2 separate regions of the Bombyx mori genome follow, and region 1 is linked to region 2. Evidence: chromatin contacts called from public Hi-C data. All regions are on one chromosome and are shown on one strand. Each heading gives the region's core, a stretch centred on a gene start, on an enhancer-like site or on the middle of the called end of the contact. The rest is flanking DNA. Distances are from core to core; before and after follow the strand shown.

Evidence for each region. A called contact is a pair of places that touch in the nucleus more often than the background predicts.
Region 1: a Hi-C map of midgut shows a contact between it and region 2, with 2.7 times the contacts expected there. The contact joins two enhancer-like sites. A contact is called at or near these places in 3 of 7 Hi-C or Micro-C datasets (midgut, posterior silk gland and whole pupa).

Annotation. Positions count from the first base shown.
Region 1 is chr4:6,977,566-6,984,506 of ASM3026992v2, forward strand. The region is part of intron 2 of LOC101735337 (protein muscleblind); the gene reads right to left. Among protein-coding and RNA genes, the nearest start is that of LOC134198751, 89 kb to the right of the region's middle. Within about 2 kb of position 3,421, at least 5 of the 8 cell types and tissues checked have open chromatin away from gene starts, as enhancers often do.
Region 2 is chr4:6,848,607-6,855,433 of ASM3026992v2, forward strand. LOC101735337 (protein muscleblind) reads right to left here. Exons shown (of 11, transcript XM_062668121.1): 10 at 6,274-6,827; 11 at 2,333-5,205. Among protein-coding and RNA genes, the nearest start is that of LOC101747130, 11 kb to the left of the region's middle. Within about 2 kb of position 3,640, at least 7 of the 8 cell types and tissues checked have open chromatin away from gene starts, as enhancers often do.

The DNA of each region.
Region 1 (6,941 bases), core at 2,171-4,670, 130 kb after region 2:
CTAGTCATAAAATATCTACACAATAATACGAAGTCCAATAGCATGGTAGCATCACAACACATTATTACGATTGGGAATGTGGTAAGTAAGTCGGGTTATTAATTCGAGATCGACCCTCTACCTCTTTCTGCTCTAACCATTGGCATACTCAGATAGGTAGCATCAAAAAAATCCGTGAGATCATGATTATCGTCAATCGATCTTGTTCTATGAGGTGTGATGACGGCTGAACTAACATTTATTACTTATATTTAAGATTATATAGAGTATGACCAACCGACGATAATAAAGTAGAAATTAACTAAGATACATGTATTAAATAGGATTGATCTCTAAGTCAAGTTAGTAAAGTTTGAGATTGTATGCACATTCGTAATGTAGGTCCTAGACGTCTCAGGTGGCCTCTATAATAGCTTCGGATTACGAATTGAGGCTACTTATCTTTCTAGTATAATACTTCTATTTTATTCGAAGTATTCAACAGGACTTCTCAGAATTTCACTTCTTAGCTTCAATAAAAATTCAGTGATATTTCACACCCAAAAATGGCTTTCTAAAGATATTACCGCCTATTTTTTATAATCTGCTATCACAGTCATCATCATCATCATTATTATCATCGGTCTACATTATTATAATATGCAGTTCTGCATATATGTAACATAAGTCTTTCTCATGGCTCACCGTAATGACCAATCCTCTGCTTGTAACATCCATTGCGAATTCGCGAGTTCTATCTTAGTCAGTAAAACGTAATTCATAAGCATATTTGGGGCAACAATAATCTTGTGTTCTCATTTTAAGAAAGTCTTTTATAAAACAACGCGAGGATTCATCAAATCAATTGCTTATTGTTTTCGTCTCTTTGTACAATGACATCTCTGAACGGAAAAACTAAGAGTGTCGCTTGCTTATAAATGCCAAGTTTGTTTACTTAGCCGTGTATCAAACATAGCGAGACTTCCTATTACAATAACAGGGACAAAGATCCCGGAATACAATTGAAAACTACAGAAATTATATCTATGTGTTCTTTTAAAATCGTTGACGAATCTATTGAAGATTCTATTCAAGAAAAAAAACGTGAGCAGTGTTGTTTTTTTTTGTTTCATTTCTTACTTCTATTCGTATCGGATTGTTTTACTTTTGAGCCACGAAACTGAGAAATCGTTTTACAACAAGCTGATTTGTTGTTTCTAAGAATTTGTTTGTAAAATGTATACGTATTTATAGGACGCATGAGGCGGTCTAAGCTTATGCACTTATTTAAATTTCAGAACAAATCGTTTTGTTAAAGTTTTCCTAGAAATACTATAATCAAAAATATTTGCAAAAATCATTCAAATCGTTCATTTGTTCGTATTAAGGATGTATGTCCTGATGAATTTAATTGATTCTTTTTTTGGGTACTGAACTCACGAGCTATGCTTGCGTGTTGATTTTCATTCAGCGCTTGCCATGCCCCTCCTCAAGGTTCAAGGAATACTTTAGGATAAGTAGCGTCCTAGGAATGAATATTCCTGGCATTAGTGCTGTCTACGGGTGGCATTAACTATTAACCATTGGCCATCGGGTGGGCAGCGTTCTTTCGAATGCAACTAAATTAAAATTAATGAGCCGAATAATTATGGATCGATAGTTTTATATAATCTATTAACAGTACGCGACTGTTAATTAGCTGTAGGTATACCAGCCACAGAGCGTTTAGGTAGGTTATTCATTAAAAGGTTGATCAATGCACAGAAAAATATGCATACAATCTCGACTTTGTGGTGCAGTACTTAGCGCCCTTAACTATTGCGCCGAGAGTCACTGGGTGAATTCCCACATCGGGCAAACATTCATGTGATGAACTGGTTTGCTTGCTTTTTGTCTGGGTGTTTATTATCTATATATATGTATACGTTTCAACGTATATAAGAAGATATTTATATCGGTATTGGGTTCCAATAGCACAGGGAATCCTAAAACTTAATTCAATATTTTGGGTTTTTGGTTTTAGTTGTTATATTTCTAAGGTGTGAAAGTATAGGTCCTGGCTCGAATACCTATCCAGATTTGTCAGGACACCAGGAAGAGAGTTGGGATTTACTAATAGTTGCTTGAGCGATTCTAAAGGAATCTGACAGCTCGAGATAGCTGCTTCGTGAATTCATCTCCTCCCGGTTCGAAATCAGGACTCAGGACCCGTTAATAAAATTCAACAAGAAACTCAACGGGCTCTTCATATCGGCTAAATTACGTGAAATTTTTAATTTGTATTGTTTATATTTATACTTAGTTTATTACCAGTAAATTAATACAATTAAGGCTCCGTGCATCATATTTTTTAATCTAACCAATGAATTCACATGTTAGAACTTAATACGTCGTGTAATAAAAATCACACCCTTAAAATTATAATTTGCGTAATTACTGGTGGTAGGACCTCTTGTGAGTCCGCACGGGTAGGTATCACCACCCTGCCTATTTCTGCCGTGAAGCAGTAATGCGTTTCGGTTTGAAGGGTGGAGCAGCCGTTTTAACTATGCTGAGGCCTTAGAACTCATATCTCAGGGTGGGTAGCGAAATTTAGGTATATGTCTATGGGTTCCGGTAACCGCTTAACACCACGTGAGCTGTGAGATCGTCCACCCATCTATGCGATAAATAAATAAAATACATACATATATATATATATAAATAATACACCTATTCGACTGCCAACAAGAAGTTGTATAGCAGTTTTCACGAATTAAAGTAAAAAAGATAGAGTTAGTAATTTATCTTGGCTCGGGAGTTCGTAGCTGTGAATTTTGCAGAGGGCAGTGCATTATGCGGGGCACGTAGGTTTGCTGTCTGCAGAACAGCGCGAGCGCGGGCGAATGCGCGGGTTGAGCGCGGCCAATATTCAGTCGGCTGCCGCGATATGGCCGTATCCGTCGGTTCGTATCACTGAATCTCATATATTATTTAAAACCCTTCAGTATTCGGTGTAGCCGTCAGTAGACGTGAAGCTGACTGTGACTACACAGCGTATACAACAAGTGCTCGTTCAATATGAGAAATGAATAATTCTGGTAGACGCTACTTTGTAATAAGGCAATACCTAAACACAGCGTATAAAGTATATTTATTTATTTTAAAGACAAATTAACGCAATGGCCGATTTTTTTTGCACTTGCACTGAAATCTGTGTAATCCGGAAAAAGCAATCTCCAAGAAGCAATAGGAAGAGGATTCCGTGCATATTTATTGCCGGTCTAAACCGTTTCTCGGGTAATTCGGTACAAGCAAAGCGACATTATTTTTGTAGTAATTTCGGCGAATGTCCTTTAAAATATTCAGAGCGCCGTAGCTGAGCCCATTAACGTGCCCGAGCGCTATTCAGAGCGAGGACTCGTCCGCAAATGGCGGCGATATCATTAACTTGACCCCCACAACTATCCGACGCCCCACAAGTTTTTCCCAATATTACACAGGAGAGGTATTCGCGACAACATCTACCGTACATACGTATAGCGCATTTGAAAAATTGTTTGCTTACCTAACTTGAGTAATATTTTGCATCTATACAGAGTGTAGATGGAATTAAGGTCGCATACTAAAATCTTTAATATAGAACTCAATAGTTAATTGACATAATCATATTTTATCCGGTCACGGTCCTCGTCGAATCCATTGCTTACGACGAAGGGCTCGACGAGCGAATTAACCCATAGACACATCCCACTGAGTTTCTCGCTGGATCTTCTCACTGGGTCGCGTTTCCGATCCGGTGGTAGATTCTGCGAAGCACTGCTCTTGCTAGGGCCAGTGTTAGCAACACTTCCGGTTTCAGCCCCGTGAGCTCACCTACATGTAAGGGTGAAGCTGAAATAGCCCCTCAAGGCTATCAGCGTAGGTAGGGAAAAAAATATATATTACATCTCGTGAATTTGCATATGATGTACTTAAATAGAGAAGTACATATATGGACGAGGTCAGTGGTCTGTAGGAAAACACAATTAAATGTAAACGTTCCATACAATTCGTTTATCAGTGAGATATTTGAGTTTACTCTTTTTTTTCTTTTGATTCATTCCTCGCTTATTAATTTTGTATGATTTCTCAAATAAACTATTTTTATTCAATTTAATGAACCTAGTCATGGGTTCATCATGGGTTCAATCAAAGCCGTGTATTCATTTAAGTCGAATCTGTCGTCCTCCCTTAGAGTTTGAAGCAAAAATATTATCACTTTGTTGGTCTAGTATTGATCCAAGTGTGTATGATTAGATAGGTATGTGGTAAAAAATTCGGTAACATTATTTTTTTCAATACCCTCTATCTTGAGACATGTCGAGTCTCAATGGCAAAATCGGTGTTTTGTACTTATTACTTTTCATGCTATAAATGAAACATTCCAAAAATTTCAAATCACTTTTTTGTATACAGCTTATAATAAACCTTTGTATAATAAACGATACCTAAAGTGATTTTTATATCCTTATAGTTAAGCACTGATTTTGATTGTAGATACCTTTAGTCGTGATATAGTAGAGGGTGCAGGTGGAACGCCGGAACAGTTAAGCCTACAACCCTGAGGTATGTTATATATTAGTCTGAACAGTTTAAAGTTACTTGTGGGCTCGCAAATAACCGAGGGTCCCGTCTACAACTTGGTCTGCCCCCGCGAAATTACAGACTTTCGTCTCAACTCAAGTAACCTGTTGACGATCATATTATGTTAGACCGTATTTAAATATGATAAAACTACTAAAGCTTGAGATTATCGGTAGGTAGGTTTAAGGTGGGTGGCGCATTTACTTTGTAGATGTCTATGGGCTCCAGTAACTAAACACCAGGTGGGCTGTGAGCTCGTCCTACCATCTAAGCAATAATAAAAAAAAGGTAGTGGCTTGGCATTGCTGAGGTCCATGGGCGACGGTAACCACTCACCATCAGGTGGTCCGTATGCTCGTCTGCCTACAAGAGCAATAAAAAAAAACAAAGAACTATGTTGCTGTATCATAAGCGACGAATGAGATAAATCAATAATAATATGTTGACGCAATTTATCTATCATACCTACCGATTACCTACCTATCATTACTAGACAACGTACCGGGGCTTAGTTTATAAGGCTACTTACTTTACGTCCATCATTTTATTATATGACGAAATGTTTTTCGATTACTATTTTTAATCTCATATACTTATTGGATGCACCGTAACAAGGGTCGCTAAAATTTTCTCTGGAATCGCGAGTGGTTTAAGAGAATCTTAATCTTATGTACGGTTGTCATAGGAATTTTAGAATAGAAATGACTTGATACACGCAGATAATTTCAGAAACTGTGCATCCTGAAGTCAATTCGACGCCTGAAAGAATTTCAATGGCGTGCATAGCCAGTTCAGTTTGAAATTTCATTCTTTTCGAACACATATATCGACTTCGTCCGGGAATCTACTTTACATTTCTCATCGTAATGGCCATTCAGAGAAAATTGGAAAAGAAGTTTCATTTTCAAGTTCCTATCCTGGGTGGTATCACAGCCAATGTAGACATCTGAGCGTGCAATGTTTCAAGATAAACATCTCAAGTTCTTTTCTGGAAATATGAGCTGCTCACGGCCATCAGTTTCGTTCATGTCTATGATGAGATAGACGGATATAACGGATATCATTGATTCAAAAAATTTTTGGAGTAAATGATTGAACTGATTTGTTAAATTCGTTTATTTCAACTAAAATAAACGAGCATGTTCTACTAAGACGACGGAAAAATAGCTAAGCGGGCTCGTCTTTTCTTCATAAATTTAACCGAATTTTTAGATGACCAATTTCATTTGGCCATTATTTCAAATAAAAAATTTGATTTATTGTTTTTTTTTTAAACGGACTTCGTGCAAACAATGATTGTCATTTTAAATTAAAACACCTCTTTTTCGTTAGCATTTCAATTGTTATTCAGATGCTTCTATTACTTCCGAAGCAATTTTTCATGACGCAATTCCATTTCTTAACCCAATTGTTAGAGTTGAAATAAAAACAATACGTAATTACGAACCGGCTCCAGGTAAAAATAAAGAATAAACGGCATTGCAATGTTTTCCTGGAATCTTGAGTGCAGGGTGAGGACGAAGGGGTCATAATGTGTGGCAAACACCCTGCTGAGGGTTCGACCTCATGGATGATGCTTATTGTGCCGATGACCTCTATCGATTCGAATGTTTCCGCAAACATAATTGCAAATTGGACGTTGCATGTCAACTATGTATTTGCATTTGACCATTTAAATCTAGCTCTTGATTTAATTTACGTGATTACGATACTAGACGTGCCTCACGGTTTAACCCGCGTTACATTTATAATTCAGAAATAATAAAACATGTTAACATTTCACGCGATAAAAACTTTCTTTTGTCACTTTCGAGTCCTCAAACAACCAATCGATTCAAATCAGACATAGTATTACAATACATCAGATTCACCCGGTGTTGCTCGGTCAAGAAATAATCCTATGTCTTAATCCACCAAATTCGTTTAGACGTTAGCATTAACAAAAGTAAAAACTTTCACTTTTAAATTAATATAAATATATATTTTCTTTCACAAAGAATGTTGTGAGCTTAAGCTAACAGTGACATGACGTTGCTCTGTAGATTTACCGGTAAAATGAAATATCAATACATCTGTAGTCTGTATTTGCAAAATATGTTTGTTGGATCTTCTTGAGGTAATCAAGGGTTTATCCGCAACGATTCGCCGGGGAGTCGGTATTGCCTTCGCGAGGCAGTGGTTTCCAATTCGCGGAGAAGCACCTCGCCCTCCTTAATTTACAACAGTGCTAACCACGAGGCCCGCACTTTGTATTCATTACCTATCCGGATACCGCCCTCTAAGAGATTTAATACTTTATTTGTATGAATATAATTTGTTGATTTCCAGATATAAAGCAGATTTGTTTTCACAAGGTT
Region 2 (6,827 bases), core at 2,390-4,889:
AAAGGAAGGATTACTGGTAGCCTGGAAGCCTTTTCAGTTTCAGTAGGATAGGTGGACGAATAAAAGGCTCAGCCAGGAGGAATTAGATTTGCTAACAGTTGCCCGAACACCTCCGGAAGTAACTCAACAACTCAAGGGCAGCTGCTTCGTGAATAAAGGGTCCAAATGTTGTTTTGAACTTTTATATATGTAAGCTTATTTTGAAAGGTTTCGAGTTTCAGACTTCTGTCAAATATCTTATGTTATATGGTGGCTACTCGCTACACAAAGTTCGCTTCGAACTCTTATCTCGATTTATGTTGTAATGTCTAAGGTAAAAAAAAATAAGATCAGGGTGGGTGATGAGCTAGTCGGTCAACGACTATTATATTTAATCTCAAGGATACCGCGGTGATGTGATATCGCTGTGTTCTTGGACTACCATAGTCTTGTCTAAGAAACTATAGTGATAATAAGGCTACAAATGACGCAGATTTGTAATCACCATTGTCAAATCAACATATCTGCTTGTGATTTTTTTGGACCAGTACATGTAGGTACTTGAATGACTACTTGTATAACAGCTTTTTGATCTATAAATATTACGTAGGTATATCTTATATATTCTTCCATTCTTAAAAAAAATCTGGAGCACAGTTGCCTATAATTTATAAAGCATTTTATTTTTTTAGTATTTTAATTTTTAGAATAAATGATTTATAGATTGATTAAATATTTAGGAAAATTAAATAAAATAACCGAACAATCAAATGGTCGACGGCCGGTCAGGTATCCTAACTACCGTTGGAAAGACCAGGCGAGGGACGACCTGCTGAAACTTTAAGCTATCCAATGTAGGAAACAACGCAGGACCGCAAGGAATAGTATCTCTTGGTATCGGGGGCCAAGAACCTGTTTGGGTCATTGGGCTAGGGCAGTTAGGTACTTAGTTTTTTTATAAATTACATTAATATAGCACCACTCGTTAGAGAAATAGAGTTCAACTATTATTCGGAGCGACATACCACTAGAATCTATATTCTAAAATGACGATCACGGTTTTCTTTTATTACCCTTGTAGGTAGACGAGCACACGGCCCACCAGATGGTGAGTGGTTACCGTCTCTCATGGACGTCATTAATGCGACGGGCAGAGCCAAGCCACTGCCTACCGTTGAACGTTGAGGCTAGATGATCTTATATGATGACTATGCTCGTGTTTTATCAAAATAGATTGTTACTATTACTACTTTAGTATTGTCGTGATGTAATCTTAACTAATGCTCCAACTAATTGCCTTCTTACAATTCCTAATTGTTCTAAGACATGTTGTAACATCAGTTACTGTTTAATTGTAATTTCGCTCTCCGCCCAAGGTAGGTATTTCGTAGTAATAGCACTGAGCTTCGATAGTCATTTAATAATATACATTTAGATAATTCTATTGAGGAAATTTCATTTCAAATCCGGATGGTACGTAGCAAAAATAATATCTGGATGAGTTCCATTGGAGTTGGAGTTTAGCGGTAGGCAGCGGCTTGGCTCTGCTCCTGGCATTGCTGAAGTCCATGGGCGACGGTAATCACTCGCCATCAGGTGGGCCGTATGCTCGTCTGTCTACAAGGGCAATAAAAAAAAATATTTCGGCGTTGTTGCAAGCGCCATGCTCACGGGTGCTCAAACGATTCCTCAGAGCACTCCCCTTGGAACATACCCTAAAAAAGGCAGAGTGCTTACTTCAGAGTTGGATGACCTTAAGGAATCCTTTTAACATCTAGTGGGCCGTATCTTTCTGGTATCTTGACAGAGCACGATGAATCACGAGCTTTACTAAATTTTTTTATTGCTTAAATGGGTGGACGAGCTCACGGCCTACCTGATGTTAAGTGATTACCGGAGCTCATAGATGTGTAACAACGCTAATGCCGCCACCTACCTTGAACCGTGAGTTCTAAGGTCTCAGTTTTTAAAGTACAACGGCTGCCTTACTCTTCAAACCGAAATGCATTACTGCTTCACGACAGAAATAGGCAGGGTGGTGGTACCTAGCCTAGACGGTCACCAGTAACTAATCAGTACAACAGGCAACCATTTATTTATTGCATACATATACACGCATGAACGAGGTCACGGTTCTGCTCTTTGGTAGATACTGGAGCCCATGGACTACACAATGTAAATATCGCCACCCACACGAGACATGTGTCGATACTATCAAATGATTTCTATCCGATGTTAATATATTTGAAATATGTTTTATTCAGGCGAAACCCAATTCATATTTACCCAACACTTAACTTTCACCCTTCAACTTACTTCAAAAGGACCAATATACAACAAATAAAAAGACACATTACATAGTCAGTTGTTTATTATCTATACTGTACTCAAAATTGATCCGAAGATCACATCACATAGTAATTTCATAAATAATAATTACAATGTCATGTTTTTTTTTTTTTCTCAATCTGTGGTTGTTCGTGAATAAAAAAACCTTCACAATATTATTATTCATAATTTGTTCACTGGACCGGTTTACATTTAAGTAGACAGTAGGTACATACACTACACGTTACAATACCGTCATTAAAGTACTCAAACAACTTACAATGTATTTGATGAGAGATATTATATTATAATAGTAAATTATTATTGTGTTGCAGTTCATTATTATTTTTTTTGTCAATATATTTACAGTTTTACATATTTTTTTTTGTGATTTACAAATAAATTCTTGAATATTAAATTAGGTCATCATTATTCCATTTGGATTTATAATAACAGTACTTTATAGTTAAAAATATCACAAAAATGAAATATATTATGTGTAAGACACACGCAACATTAAAAATACAACAAAAGAAAAATATAAAATCCACTAGAAACCTTGGGCCAGACAGTCCCTTCTAAACAAGGAAGGATACTTTCGATGTTCATCTTTTCATAACGGCAATTTCATACCATAATTATTATTATCACACTAATTAATTAATTATAAAAGTAATCGATTGTCTTACAATAAATGCGTCAGATCATAAAATTTTGATTGTAAAATTATAGGCAACAAATAATATTCAAAGAAACGATAAATTTCAACAAAAAAAAAATATTAAAAAAAAATATATTTATGCCAACTTATACATAGAGCCATAGTGCCGTATTGATAAAAGCGAACTGTTCACCTTAGCCACTAGCACGGGACTGATACAACAACAACCAACCAACCAACATAAACAAACGCTACTCACGAGTTTGACTCCGCATCCGATATTCACCTTTTATCGATATGGCATTCCACTTACGTTTACGACAATAAATATACATAACACGCTTACACATTAGTCACTTCTTTAATTCCGACGCTAGGAATTATTTCATAATATATACCTAAAAATATAATCACGGCACAAGTATCCCTCCGACTAAATTACTAACGTAGTGTCACTTTATCAGGATTTAGAATCAAATATGTATTATGTATCTTAAATATTTCATTATTAATATATCATTATCAAAATATCCACTAAATGGGAGGAATAAATCAAATTATTAATATTTTATTTCTAACATTAATCGCATGACTGATCAACAAAAGGATATGGACTAGGAATAATATTAGGCATTAGGCTTCCATGCCCTCGGAGTGCGTGCGCGGTACGAATCGGACGCGACCGACGATTTCCCATCACTTGCACTCGGCGACGGGCTGTTAAGGACCGAAGCCGAGCCAGTGCGCGCACTCCGCCTCTCTCTATCCGCATACCACCTCTAACGTACGTACCACCAGATAAATTTCATCAAAACCTTAATACTGTTTATGTCGAAAATAATAACACAGCTATTTATTATACGCAACGAGTCGACACCGGACCCGATTATCGTCGGTAACGATTTGTGCATATCGATATTATAGATGCAGATTATTGATTTTTATTTTTATTTATTTTAGAAACAAAACGATTCTCTAGCAAAATCTATCCGGAATAAAAGCCGACTTTCTACATACTAAAATAGCTTGGAAGTTTGCCTTATTCGTTTTTCAATATTGTCCGATAACTTCTTTCATTGTATTACGAATTCATGTTTACTATATATCACTCTACGAGTGTGACGCTAAGTGCGAACGGAACGCGAGGCGGCGGGCGCGGCGTGCGTCACAGCCGTCACGACCGGACGACGCCGTGACGCACTGTACAGTAACGGCACGAGATCGTGGGATATACAATAGTTATGGAATACAGGCCGACGGCGTTCGGTACTGTACAGAATTGCGCGCGTGCCGACCTCGTCGCTTGTGACTTGTGCTCCGGCGTCGAACCTCTCCGCGCCGGAGGAGAGAAGCGGCTACTCTATTGGTGTTCCGTTACTGATTCACTTAAATTCTAAACTAGTGTAAACTTGTCCTCTAGAAAAACGTAATTATATAACATACGTAAAAAAAATGTAAAGTAAATCTCACAAAAAAAATGCTCTTACAGGGACTGGGGTGATTTAGGCATCAGACACTGACCGAGGAGTCGAGAGCCGTCCGTCTGGTCGTCTCCTGTCATCACCGGCCACACGCGTCACTTATACACAACAAAGTACCCGGGCGACCAGGTCCCGGCTATTACAGGAACTCATATCGTTTCTTAAAAAAAATTATACATTAGTCATAAAATATTTGAAACCTCACTAACTACTGCTCGACGATTTCGACAAATTAATTCCATACGGCTCCGGCTTCCCGAAATCTATTCATATCACAATCGCATGACCGTGCCTGAGAATCATATCCCGCTACTTATGTACACACTCTTTCCCGAAGACTTACGCTCATCCTGCGCGGGAGCGAGCCGCGGTCGCCGCAGCGTCCGCGACTCGGCTGCCCCTTTCTACACTAACCGATTTTCACTAAAATATCACCACCTCTGCCGCGGAAGCGACAGCAACATCCGGCCGAACCTGCCCTTCCTGAGTGTGCCAGAGGCGCGATCGATATGGATTACGCAGGGCGCGGGCGACGATGTCAAAGGACGAGGATTGAGGTGAGGGGGGTTGGGGGGTTAAAGAGGTGGAAGGCGAAGGATGAGGGTGCAGGGTCGTGGGTGGAGGGTTAAGGGGGACGCAGAGCCGGTGGCAATTGAACGGGGATGTGGTAGTAGCGGCAGGCGGCGCGGCGGCACGTGCCGGCGGCGGCATCGCGACACACCACCACGCGGCACCCCACCACCTGCAGCCCGCACCCTGCAACGTGCACACAACACACTTACTCTCCGACTAAAGCTAGGTTCACATCACTGTGGCGGGCTGCGTCGCGACTCCTCTCCATCTTATTGTTGTGTTGCGTTGTACTTGCACTAAGATGTCTGTGGTACTAGTTTATATACGTAGCAGCCGCGACATTTAACTAGTTGAGTCACAGTGGTACGGCGATATTAAATATTATACTGATATAACACTAAATGCACGCACCGATCGATAATCATTCATTCGTTGGAAAGGAAACGAGTAAGATTCTATAATCTGCTATAATATCCCAACAGTTCTGCGGGATATATAAAAAAATTCACACAGCTGAGACACACATTTAACTTATTCGAAATACGCGTCACACAGCGCAACACAACAACAGATACCAATTAAAGTGCCCGTTCAGTAACATGAGCCCAGCTTTACACAGCACAACACACATCGCTAATCTATTACCCAATTTTGTCGCATCTCATGTACCTCAACTATGGATTTAGATGAATGAAAAATAAATAAATAAATTAATAGGACACGAAAATCGAGATAAACGAGTCATACACAATTCTTATACGCATCGAGTTCGATCAATACTATTAATGAATAGATAAATCAATGTTCAAACTATAATAGAACATTACTGTGTGTTGCCTACACGAAAATACACGTACCGTAAGGTTGCAGACTACATTTGACAACTACAATTATGAAAATACAGGAAAGAGAAAAATACAGAATAGAAGAGACATCAAATCGAAACTAATTCGATTGATCTACAATCACAACAATATATTGAGAAACAACACTAAAAACATCTAAGTATATATTCGTATTAGTGAAATCTAAATCTATGTTACAACATCAAATCATGCATACAGGTATTGGATAAGGATAGTACGGTTAAATAATTTTATAATTTATTGACCGCAAACGGTCGTATTATATAATATATTATATATTTTTTTTAAATTTCGTTTTAATCGTTTCATGCTTTCGATTTGTTCATAAACAGCCAATCGTTTCGACATAAATCGCGTTGTACGAAGAATGTTGTTGATAGCTCACCTTCGCGAATATGAACGAATCTGCAGGTAGGTCTTGAACATCCTTGCCGATTAAAATCTTGGCACACCGGGAGGGTGTCCAGTAACTGAAAACATACGGAGCATTTATTAGTATTTATTGTCATCATTCGGTACTTAACCATTAAACCGCGACTACACGTGTTTCCACAATGAAATCTGTTATTAACAACCAAATGTATGGGGTAACACAAAATACAGTAATGCGACTGAGTATTCATTATATATTTTTTATATGTTCATCGCCTTATTCTGAAAACAATAGGCTTAGTACGCATTATCATAATTTTAAAATAAATTTTACAAAAACCAAATTCCATTATCATTGTGGAACACGATGTATAACATCGCGTACTAACTAAATACTACTTCACAAACAGTCGTACAAAAATATTTTTTTATATTCAATTTCTGCATAATGTACGAGACCTTTTCAATGAAGAACAGGGACGACGGTTCGTGAACTGTATGTTAATAGTGTTAATACTAGTTCTATTTCATCACTTTATAGACATTCATACATCGGACATTAAATAT